Regions from separate parts of the Capra hircus genome. Here region 1 is linked to region 2. Evidence: chromatin contacts called from public Hi-C data. All regions are on one chromosome and are shown on one strand. Each heading gives the region's core, a stretch centred on a gene start, on an enhancer-like site or on the middle of the called end of the contact. The rest is flanking DNA. Distances are from core to core; before and after follow the strand shown. Region 1 holds the start of ZNHIT3 (zinc finger HIT domain-containing protein 3). Region 2 holds the start of C19H17orf64.

The links. Hi-C and Micro-C count contacts between places; a contact is called where the count stands out from the background.
Region 1: a Hi-C map of blood shows a contact between it and region 2, with 2.3 times the contacts expected there. The contact joins the promoter of ZNHIT3 here to the promoter of C19H17orf64 in region 2. A contact is called at or near these places in 2 of 5 Hi-C or Micro-C datasets (both in blood).

Annotation. Positions count from the first base shown.
Region 1 is chr19:12,475,431-12,481,046 of ARS1.2, forward strand. ZNHIT3 (zinc finger HIT domain-containing protein 3) reads left to right here and starts at 2,799. Exons shown (of 5, transcript XM_005693150.3): 1 at 2,799-2,983; 2 at 3,076-3,107. The coding sequence starts at 2,898. LOC108638225 (a long non-coding RNA gene) reads left to right here. Exons shown (of 3, transcript XR_001919654.1): 2 at 312-538; 3 at 906-1,934.
Region 2 is chr19:12,173,569-12,179,510 of ARS1.2, forward strand. It overlaps C19H17orf64, which reads right to left and starts at 4,451. Exons shown (of 6, transcript XM_018064063.1): 1 at 4,401-4,451; 2 at 2,123-2,224; 3 at 1,701-1,876; 4 at 197-296. The coding sequence starts at 4,451.

The DNA of each region.
Region 1 (5,616 bases), core at 1,549-4,048, 300 kb after region 2:
TTCTTGTGCAGGCCAAGCCTGGGTTTGCTTTTCCCTGCGTGGTCCATCTTGCCTCCCAAGCAAGGTGCAAAGTCGGGTGCGAGAGGCGCTGCAGACCTGCTCAGGCGCCAGCCTCGCCAGGACTAATCTCGATCTGGGGCGCCCTCTGGCGGTGCTAGGTGCTGGACCTGGGCCTCCACGTTGAAGACAACGTCTCCAGTCTTCGGCGTCGGCGCCGGGCTGGGCCTGCCTAGAATGTGCTGGACAGCGCCTGCCAGGCAGCGGGGCTCTGGAAACCATTCCGCTATGATTCTTACCTCTCCTCTCTCCAGGTTCTGCTCTGCGCCTCAAGCTGACGCTGAGAAGACGCGAGGCAGCCTCAGCTGCTAGGAGGGCGTGATGGGGGACCATAGAGAGCCAGGGCAAATCAGCGTGGACATCTGGTTGTTGGGCCCAGCGTCATTCCTGTCTTTCTGCTCTGAACTAGCCATTGCCCAGAGGAGCTGTACCAGGCTTCTGTCGCTGCTTCTTGGTTTTCCCCAACCTCCCCGCCGTCACAGTTAAGCCACCTCCTTTCCAGGATATTGGAGCGGGAGGGGTCGGTTCATGGAAGATGGGGGTCACCCAGAGTAGAAGAGGTATTTCTACTGTATGGAATGTGCATGAGAGGAATTCCAGGAAGTTTTTTTTTTTTTTTTGCTGGAGTCACCATCTCTGAACCTGAAGGTAGGGGAGTCAGCATGGTATGGATGTGGATGGGGTCAGGTTGAGCCCCTGAAAATTGTGGAAACTCGGCATGGCCTCAGCCTCCACACAACTCACAGGAGAAGTCTGGGTGGGCAATAGTGATGTCCTTAGTGGGGGAATTAGTACTGATGCCAGAGAACATGGGATTCAAATCACTGACCTCTGTTCTTCCCTGTTAGGTGCGGACTTTCTGGGACACTTCCGATTCAAACCAGCAGTGGTCACAACTGTTGAGAGATGCAAGGGATGCTTCAGAGTATTGGATCAGTGGGAAAACATTGGATTTTGGTGTGAGTTCTGTTAGGAGGCTGGAGGCAGGGGCAGCTGCATGCTGGGGCAGGTAGGCAACCAGAGGGGCAGTGCCACTTCAGCACTGAGGACTGGACAGCACCCTCAACAGCCTGGCAAAGCCAAAGGAGTGCCGGCTAGTCACTCCAGCCCAACCCCAGCCCACTGAGGCTGGCAGTGGAACCCTTTTAGAGGGGCCTGAGCTCCAAGACCTCAGCCTCCAGGAACTTGGAGCCTGGAACCTTGGCTTATGGGGTTGGGACCAGAGCTCCAAAAGAATTATAGACTCTAGATATCACATAAACAACCCTTTGTAGCACTGCAGATCACAAATCTTTTTACAGTCACCCCTCTGCCTTGCAATAGCTCAGGAAAGTCGGAACATCTACTCTAACAGACGAGGGAGCTCAGATAGGGTAGCCAGTCTCTCCAAGTCACACAGCCAGCAAGGGGTCTGAGCTAAGACTTGAAGGGCTGCTTGGGAATGTAGCAGATTCATCCCTACAGACTATGACAGTGGAGCGGGGCCCTTGTAGTAAGGAGATCCTGAGGGCTGATGGATCAACGCAAAGGGGTTAGGGTTAGGATTAGGGGGTGAGGGTGACTTATGACCCCAAGACAGCACCGCACATGTGGAGTGGGAAGCCTGGTAAAGCTGGACAGTGCTTGGAAGAGGAGCAGGGCTCCCAATAAAATATGACTTTGTCTATTCCTAAAGCCCAAGGTGGCATTCAAGCCCTTTTCTGGACCAGGATCTCCACCTTTGGGCCAGAGGTCACTCATCTGTTCCCTGGCCAATCAGTTCCACCCAGGGATTCTCCCTCCTGCCTTCACTCTAAGCCTTAAGCTACCAGAGACAGTGGCTGCTAATCCCTGGGTGTTCCCAGCCCAGCGTCTGGGAAGCACTGGGCCCACAGTTAGAGCTCAATAAACATTTGTCACTGGCCAAGGCTTGTCTTCCTTTCCTGTGAGAAAAATGGCTGGGAAGAGCACCTGTGTGTCACGTGGTCTAGCTGAGTCTGGTTTGGCCAGTGTGTGGACTTCTCATTTGCTGTGCTTAGTCGCTCAGTCATGCCTGACTTTTTGCCATGCCATGGACTGTGGCCCGCCAGGCTCCTCTGTCCATGGGGATTCTCCAGGCCAGAATACTGGGGTGGGTACCCTTTCCCTTCTTCAGGGGATCTTCCCAACCCAGGGATGGAACCCAGGTCTCCCACATTGCGGGCGGATTCTTTTGCAGCTGAGCCACCAGGGAAGCCCAAATGAGATGTGTGGGGAGAACCCAATACCCATGCAATACTGAGAAAGTCCAAGGCAGAAGATAAGGGCATTTAGCCCCACCTATTCTCTTTAGGCATATGCAGCGCAACAGAGCCGGAGAGTGACAATGAGTTGCTGAAAGTCACATAGCCGCGTAGGGACAGGCACAGGGCTATATAACAAGTTCTTCCACGACGTGACCTAATCAGGGAGTGAAAGTCGCTCAAGTTGTGTCCGACTCTGCGATCCCATGGACTATATACAGTCCGTGAAATTCTCCAGGCCAGAATACTGGAGTGGGTAGCCGTTCCCTTCTCCAGGGGATCGTCCCAACCCAGGGATCGAACCCAGGTCTCCCTCATTGCGGGCGGATTGTTTACCAACTGAGCCTCAAGCCTAATCAGGGACTACCCCTGACAATGGGCTCTGGATGAGTATCGAGTGCATCGACTTTCTACTTCTCAGGCCTGGAACGATGAGTGGGATCAATCGATTGCTTTTGACGACCAGTAAGTGCTGCGCGCTGATTGGTCCTGGATGAGGAAACGGAAGAAAGGGCGTGCACGTGGGGCTCCGCGGCCCGGGGCTGGCACGCAGACTGGGGGCGCGTCCCGGGAGAGACCATGGCGTCGCTCAGCTGCGGTACCGCCGTCTGCGTTGTCTGTTTGGAGAAACCCAAATACCGCTGCCCCGCCTGCCGCGTGCCCTAGTGAGTGCCGGGGGTCGCGGGGAAGGGGGCGGGCGGCGGGAAGCTCCGCGCCTCCCTCGGGACTGACGCAGCCTGTGGCCTTGTTTTTGCAGCTGCTCCTTGCCCTGCTTCCGGAAGCACAAAGGTAAGGCCCCCTTCTTCGTGGACCGCAGCAATGCCGCTGCGGTCTCGGGAACGTGAATCCCGGGGCCCGGCTATCAGCCTATCAGCCTTGCAACGCCCGACCCTGGGGACCGCCTCCCACCCACCGTGGGCAGACGGATACCTCTTCCTGCGAATGCGCCTCCACTTTACGGACAATAAAAAACCTTTCCTCTGCTCCACTTTCCTTTCTGCGTGCCATCTTTTTTTTTTAAACAGTCTTTGGTTTTTGCCCCAGAAGCCTCTCCTAGCTGTGCCTTCCTCTTAGTTTTCAGCTCCGCGTTCTTTGGCAGAAGCTGCTCGTTAACGACGTTTTCTTTAAGTGATGTCTTCATAGAAACGGGGAGGTAACACCAGTTTACTCTAAGGAGCAGCGTCCCTGGCTCTCACTGTTACCAAGTCTGCATTTTATGTCTTTTTCTATCGGCGCCTCTTCTCGGTCTTCAGGGACCCTTTCCCACGCCCTCTTTCTCTCAGTGACTTTTCTGCTAAGAGTTCCTCACTGGTGGTTTGCCTGTAGTTTTATCCCTTCCAGTCTCTGATTTTACAGCTGTTGGTTTCGCGCACCACCGTCCCCGCTCCAGCTTTTTAAAAAATCCTAATGTCTTTGGAGCACTTTGAAAAAAAAACACCTTTCGGCTCAAGATAGGAACGAAGTAGAACTGCTTTGCTGGAATAGTTTGGGAGCTGTGTCTGGAATGCTTCTGTCTGGTCCTGCAGCCCTGTGAGGCCCCTGCCAAGACCCCCTAGCGCAATCTGGGTAATTTTTCTGATATACAGATTTGCGCAGTTCACTCCTGTGTTGAGAGTCTTCCTTGGTGGCTCAGGTGGTAAAGCGTCTGCCTGCAATGCGGGAGACCCGGGTTCGATCCCTGGGCTGGGAAGATCTCCTGGAGAAGGAAACGGCAACCCACTCCAGTACTCTTGCCTGGAGAATCCCACGGGCAGAGAAGCCTGGTAGGCTACAGTTCATGGGGTTGCAAAGAGTCGGACACAACTGAGTGACTTCACTTTCACTTTCTCCTGTGTTGAAAACTCCAGCCTCTCGGTTAGTGTGTTTTTTTGAGGGGCGAGGGGAACGCTGCGTTGGTTCTTGTTTGCTGCTAAGGGACTTTGTCTAGTTGCGGTGCGGGGGGAGGGGGGCAGCGTTGCGGGGGTTGGGGGGGTCCTTCACTTTAGTTACAGTGCTTGGGCTTATCATGCAGTGGCTTCTCTTGTTGCGGAGCACTGGCTCTAGGGTACATGGGCTCAGTAATTGTGGCCCACAGGCTATGGCACGTGGCATCTTCTCAGACCAGGGATTGAACTGGTATCGAAGCACTGGACCACAGGGAAACTCTGCTTGCTTTGTTCTTATTAAAAAAAATTTTTTTTAAATTGAAGTATAGTTGATTTACAGTGTTTCAGGTATACAGCAAAGTGATTCAGTGATCTGTATCCTTTTTTGGTTCTTTTTCATTATAAGTTATTACAAGGTAATGAATATAGTTCCCTATGATATACTTTCCTTGGTGGTTCAGTGGTAAAGAATCTGCCTGCCAATGCAGGAGACACGGGTTAATTCCTTGAGCTGGGAAGATCTGCTGGAGAAGGACATGGCAACCCACTCCAGTATTCTTGCCTGGGACATCCCATGGACAGAGAAGCCTGGAGGGCTACAATCCATGGGGTCACAAGAGTCAGCTACCACTTAGCAACTAAATGAAACAATAATATATTTTAGGCCCATGTTGTTTATCTGTTTTGTACATGGTAGTGTGTTTCTGTTAATCCCATATTCCTAATTTATCCTTCTTCATCCCTTCTCCTTTGGACCCATAAATTTTTTTAGAGAATCTTCGTACCGTTTTCCATAGTGGCTATACCAATTTACATTCCTACCAACCGCGTAGGAGGGTTTCCTTTTTTTTTTGAAGGAGTTCCTTTTTTCCACACACTCTGCAGCATTTATTATTTGTAGATTCTTTTTTTTTTTTTTTTGCTTACTGAATTATTATAAGGTGAACACCACCCATGTCAGGAAAATAGAACTTGGACTTCCTGGTGGTTCAGTGGATAAGAACCTGCCTGTGAATGCAGGGGACACAGGTTCTACCCCTCGGAGCTTCTAAGCCCATGCACCACAACTACTGAGCCCACATTCTAGAACCTCTGCTCTGCAACAAGAGAAACCACTGCAGTGAGAAGCCCGTGCATTGAAAGAGCAGCCCCTGTCTGTTGCAACTGGAGAAAGTCTGTGTGTAGCAATAAAGACCCGGTGCAACCAAAATAAAATAAAAATAAATTATATATTTTTAAAAATATTAAAAAAACTGCCTGCCTGTCAGTGCAGGGCCAGTGTGTTCCATCCCTGGTCTCTGAAGTTTCCATATGCCTCGGGGCAGCTAAGCCCGCATGCCACAGCTGCTGAAGCCTGTGCCCCTAGAACCTGTGCTTTGCAGCAGGAGAGTAGCCCCCACTTGGTGCAAGGAGAGAGAAGCCCTTGGAGCAAG
Region 2 (5,942 bases), core at 3,201-5,700:
AATTTCCTGCCAGTCCAGTGTTGAGGATTCCGCACTTTCACCCCTGGGGGCCCAGATTCCATCCCTGGTCAGGTAACTAAGATCCCTCATGCCACATGCTGTGGCCAAAAAAAAGCACAGCCCTTCAGGCTCAGACCTCCCCCTACAATTCAAGAAGGCGCCACCCAGCCCTCTGCCGGCCAGGGAGGAGCCTCACCAGGAACTTGGCGGTCTGGTTGTTCTTGGTATACTTGTAGAGTTTGCGAAGCTGCTTCGCCTCCAGCTCTGAGAAGAGGGAGACAAACCGCCAGAGCATCCTGAAAGGCAGGGGAAACGAGGCTGAGGGGGCGGGGCCGAGGGTGAGGGGGCGGGGCCGAGGCTGAGAGGGGCGGACCCAGCCTCTCTCCCTCCCGCACCTGCCTTATGGCCAGGACCACAGGGGGAGATACGGACCACCCCTGCCCCCTGAATTTTTGGTTGGGCGCATGGAGGGCAGGATTCTCCAGGCCTTGAATCCCCTGTATTTGGTGATGAGCCCCCACTGCACACAGCAGTTATTCTATCAGAGTTCTTTCCCCGACTCCAAATAGGGAAAGGAGTACGTCAAGCCTGTATATTGTCACCCTGCTTATTTAACTTCTATACAGAGTACATCATTAGAAACGCTGGGCTGGAGGAAGCACAAGCTGGAATCAAGACTGCCTGGAGAAATATCAATAACCTCAGATATGCAGATGACACCACCCTTATGGCAGAAAGCCAAGAACTAAAGAGCCTCTTGATGAAAGTGAAAGAGGAGAGTGAAAAAGTTGGCTTAAAGCTCAACATTCAGAAAATTAAGATCTTGGCATCCATTCCTATCCTTTCATGGCAAATAGATGGGGAAACAGTGGAAACAGTGTCAGATTTTATTTTTGGGGGCTCCAAAATCACTGTGGATGGTGACTGCAGCCATGAAATTAAAAGGCGCTTTCTCCTTGGAAGAAAAGTTAGGACCAACCTAGACAGCATATTAAAAAGCAGAGACATTACTTTGCCAACAAAGGTCCATCTAGTCAAGGCTATGATTTTTCCAGTAGTCATGTATGGATATGACAGTTGGATCATAAAGAAAGCTGAGCACTGAAGAATTGATGCTTTTGAACTGTGGTGTTGGAGAAGATTCTTGAGAGTCCCTTGGACTGCAAGGAGATCCAACCAGTCCATCCTAAAGGAGATCAGTCCGGAATGCTTATTGGAAGGACTGATGCTGAAGCTGAAACTCCAATACTTTGGCCACCTGATGCAAAGAGCTGACTCATTTGAAAAGACCCTGATGCTGGGAGGGATTGAAGGCGGGAAGAAAAGGGGATGACAGAGGATGAGATGGTTGGATGGCATCAGCGACTCCATGAACATGAGTTTGAGTAAACACCAGGAGTTGGTGATGGACAGGGAGGCCTGGCGTGCAGCAGTCCATGGGGTCGCAAAGAGACCACTGAGCAACCGAACTGAACTGAACTCCTGTCCCCGGGTGAGGAGAGTCCTTTATCCAATCAGTGCTGCCCTGAGTCACTAGAGGGTGCTGTTCTCTCCACCCCTCTTCACCACACTCACTCCAGGATCCTGAGCCTTCCACACTAAGGTGAAGGACTAGGAGATTTGCACTAAGGAGTGACCTCGATTCTGGACGGAGTGGCCCAGGAGAGAGGGTCACAGTCGGGGTAGGGAGGCTGTCCTACTTCTTCCAGTGCTTGATTTCCCAGGCTCGGCAGTAGTGCTGCAGAAAGGTGTTGATGTGGTCCCCTAGGATCACCAGGCTCTGCTTCATGTACTTCAGTTTTTTCTTCTGCGGAAGGTCCTTTGGCAGGTGCAGCTTTCGCAGGAACTTCTTCAGTGGCCTTAGATATTCTTTACACTGAGGAGGCAACAGGGGAAGTGAGGGGCCATAGGAGAAAGAAGAGAAAGTGGGACAGCCTCACATAGCCAACAGGTGGCCCAGCTGCAGCCCTTCCCACCCAGTGTTATGTGAGAAGGCCACTTCCTTCCCAGGAGGGTGTCCAGTGGGGCCGTGAACTATGGATCTGAGGCCTGCCAGCTTCTGACCCAGATCTCCTGACCTGTGGGGAACAGGGTACAAGCCCCAGGCTGGCCCCTTACTCACAATTTTGAAGGTGTCCCGGTCAAGGCCCTTGGCATGGCGCACAAGGGAGTCTTTGGCTGGGGCGGTATTGGAGCTCTTCTCTAAGCTGGGTGCATTCGGCCCCTGGAGGAAACAGGGGCAGCAGTCAGCTGGGGCCTAGGGCTACTGCTCCTGAGAGGCAGTGCTGGGCAAGCACTGATCCAGACGCCAGCCAAAGCCCCTCTCCATTTTCCCAGTGACCTCCTCCTTGACCCAGCTCTCAGGCCAGTGAGCCCTTGGCAAAGGAAACCCATCTCTGAGAATCCCTGCTTAGAAAACCAAGACCACCTAATCCATTTCTTGTACAATATTATAGCTCTGTATACTAACTAACTTTGCAAAGCACTTAACTCTTTTTCTTTTGGATCATAAAGAAAGCTGAGCGCCAAAGAATTGCTGCTTTTGAACTGTGGTGTTGGAGAAGACTCTTGAGAGAGTCTCTTGGACTGCAAGGATATCCAACCAGTCCATCCTAAAGGAGATCAGTCCTGAATATTCATTAGAAGGACTCATGCTGAAGCTGAAGCTCCAATAACTTTGGCCACCTGATGGGAAAAACTGACTCATTGGAAAAGACCCTGATGCTGGGAAAGATTGAAGGCAGGAGGAGAAGGGGACGACAGAGGATGAGATGGTTGGATGGCATCACCGACTCAATGGACATGGGTTTGGGTAGATTCTGGCAGTTGGTGATGGACAGGGAAGCCTGGTGTGCTGCAGTGCATGGGGTCGCAAAGAGTTGGACACAACTGAGCGACTGAACTGAACTCTTTCTGTGTATGGTTAACTTCTTTGTTTTGAGTAGAGGACTGCACTGGGGCTTCATTGTGGCTTGTGGGCTTTCCCTCTAGTTGCAGAGCTTGGGTTCTCTAGTTGCAGTGAGTATGCTTAGTTACTTCACAGCATATGCGATCTTAGTTCCCCAACCAGAGATGGAACCTGGGTCCCCTGCATTGGAGGGTGGATTCTTTTTTTAAATTTTTTTTAAATTTATTTACTTTTTTGACCATAGTGGGTCTTCATTGCTGCACGTGGGCTTTGTTTAGTTGTGGCAAGCAGGAGCCACTCTTTGCGGTGGTATGAAGGCTTCTCTTTGCAATGGCTTCCCTTGTGGAGCATGGCTCTAGGGCTTGCAGGCTTCATAGGCTCAGGGGCTTAGTTGCTCTGAGGCATGTGGGATATTCCTGGACCAAGGATGGAACCTATGTCCCCTGATTTGCAAGGAGGATTCTTAACCACTGGACCTTCAAGGAAGTACCAACATTAACTCATTTTATTCTGCCACAGATTTTGTAAGGCTAGAACTCTTTATTTTTGGTTACAGATGAGCAGAGGGTACCCGAGATGCTTAAGTAACTCCTTGGGGGAAAGGATCATCATTCATTTACTTGCTCATTCAACAAACACTTATTGAGTTCCTAAATCCCAGGCCCAGTTCTTTGTATCCCTAATCTTTAGCTTCTTGCCAGACTAACAGGCACTCAGGAAAGTGGGTGACAGTAATGGTGATGATGAGAAAGATCTTGCTGGCGGCAAGCTGGAGCAAAAGAAACTGAAAATGAATCACAATGAGGTGACTTCAGAATAACACTTGAAGTCAGAGCACAGGATTAGATTGACATGAGATTTACACCTGCCTTTTAAAAAGCCTCCCAGAAAAGGGAGCGTGGGGACTTCCCTGGCAGCGTAGTGGTTAAGACTCCAAGTTTCCACTGCAGGGGACACAGGTTCAATCCTTGGTCAAAGAACTAAGATCCTGCGTGCCTCACCGGGGAGCCGAAACACAAGAGAGCATGAAGTCCTGCCTGTGTTCAGGGGGTACAGGGAAATTTCAGGGAAAGGGCCGGAGAAAGATGCAGAGAGAATAGGACACAGGCTCCTCCAGACTCCAGAGCGAGGGAACCCTGGCTGGTCAGTTGGATAAACACTCCATATAAACCAGACAGACGATGACCCATGCACACACACACACACACACCAGCCTGTGAGTGTTATAACTGACAATCGTCTTGCCAGGAATCTCCCCCATCATCTTGCCAGGTATCTATGTCCTGGATAAACATCTGTCTGGATGAGTTAACCTTCTCTTGTTCTTTCAGTCCCTTAGTGGTGAACCTCACCATTTCCCGCCCCCACCCCCACCCCACCCCCGACCCCCCGCTCCCCGTCTTCTTCCTTGACGCTCCTCTTCTCTGCCTTCCCAAGCCAGCCCCTGAGGTCCTCCTTTCCTTCCCCCCTCACACCCCTAGCCCCACTTGACCTGCTCTAGAGGCTCCTCCCTTTCGTCCGCCTGCCCATTAGAGGCTTCCATCTCAACAGGAGCGCTGATGGGCTCCACAGCGGCACTCCCCGGGTCCCCTCAGGCTTCCCACCTCCTGCTTCTGGGCCCCCAGTGACTCAGGGAGTGGCACTCGGAACTCGGGGCAAAACCATGGCAACGGCCAACACAGAGCCCAGCGCCCCTCCCCCACGCGGCCTGGGTTCCCCCGGGTGCCCCGGAGCCCGCCCTGCAAGCCAGCAGCTTGGGCCAGGCGCACCCCAGACTTTGTCGGGGCTCACAGCTGCCCAGGAGGGGCGGGCACCCCTTCTCCAAAGAGCACTGTCGGGTGCTGTCGATTTTGAACTTGGGTAAAGCTTTAGGAATAATTCTCCTGCCTGCGTACCATTCAAGCCCCCTCGGTTTCAGAGTGGGCTCGCCTGTGGGCTCCCCGCCACCCCCGCCCCCCAGAGGAGAGCGAGAAGAGGTTTCGTAGCCGTCCTTTTCGGACCGGGGACAATGGGGTAGAGGATGTAGGGAGAACGTTGCATCCTCAAGCTCTCCCGGGATGCATCTTCTCTTCCATTGTCCGTAGCCTCCAGGAGGGAAGGAACCCACTGTGTTGGGTTGTGGGTGGATGGTGGTGGTGCTTTTAGGGAGTATACGAAAATACCAGCCACCCTCGTACCTCTTCCCCGGGGTAGGTCCCAGGGCTGGTGGTGGTTTAGTCTCTCAGTCGTGTCCGATACTTGTGACCCCATGGACTGTTGCTCGCCAGGTTCCTTGTCCATGGGATTCTCCAGGCAAGAATACTGGAGTGGGTTGCCATTTCCTTCTGGAAGGGATCTTCCTGACCCAGGGATCGAACCCAGGTCTCTTACGTCTCCTGCATTGCAGCTGGATTCTTTACCGACCGTGCCACGAGGGAAGCCCCGGGATCACGGCTGGGAAGCCCCAGGTCTCAGTCGTGATCCCATTTCCTGGAACCACCAGCCGAGAAGCACAGAATCCCCGTTATTTGCCTTGGGTCCGCCGCCACGAGGGGCGGCGCCGAGGTTCGGGTAGGAGTCCGGCCGGCCTGGCTTTTCCCTCCTGCGTCGCCCTCGGGGGAAGCCAGGCGCAGGCGTAGAGGGGGCTGGCGGGGTCCGCGCGTCTCCCCGGCCGGCTTGTCCTGGAGGCGCTCCGGGGCGCGGGGCCACGCCGCCCCTCGTCTCTAACGCGGCCCCTTGCATCCACATCAGCTCGCCGGGCGGGTCAGGGCGGTGGTAAGACTGCCGCCCCGGTCCCCTCACCTAACCAGCATCTTCTTCTTTGGATCGCTGGACACCCTCTCCTGGCCGGTCCCTTCCTGTTTTCTGGGCCCGGGTCCCGTTTTCTCCACCCCGTTCTGTCCTCTCCCCCGCCTTCGACAGCAGGAGTCAGCGTGCAGTCTGCAGACACTTGCTGCCGCACGGTCTTCCCAGGCCTCTCTCTCGCCATCTGGCGGCGGTACCTGCGACTGACAGGAATATTTAACTAGAAGTTGTAGGCTTCCCGGGTGGCTCA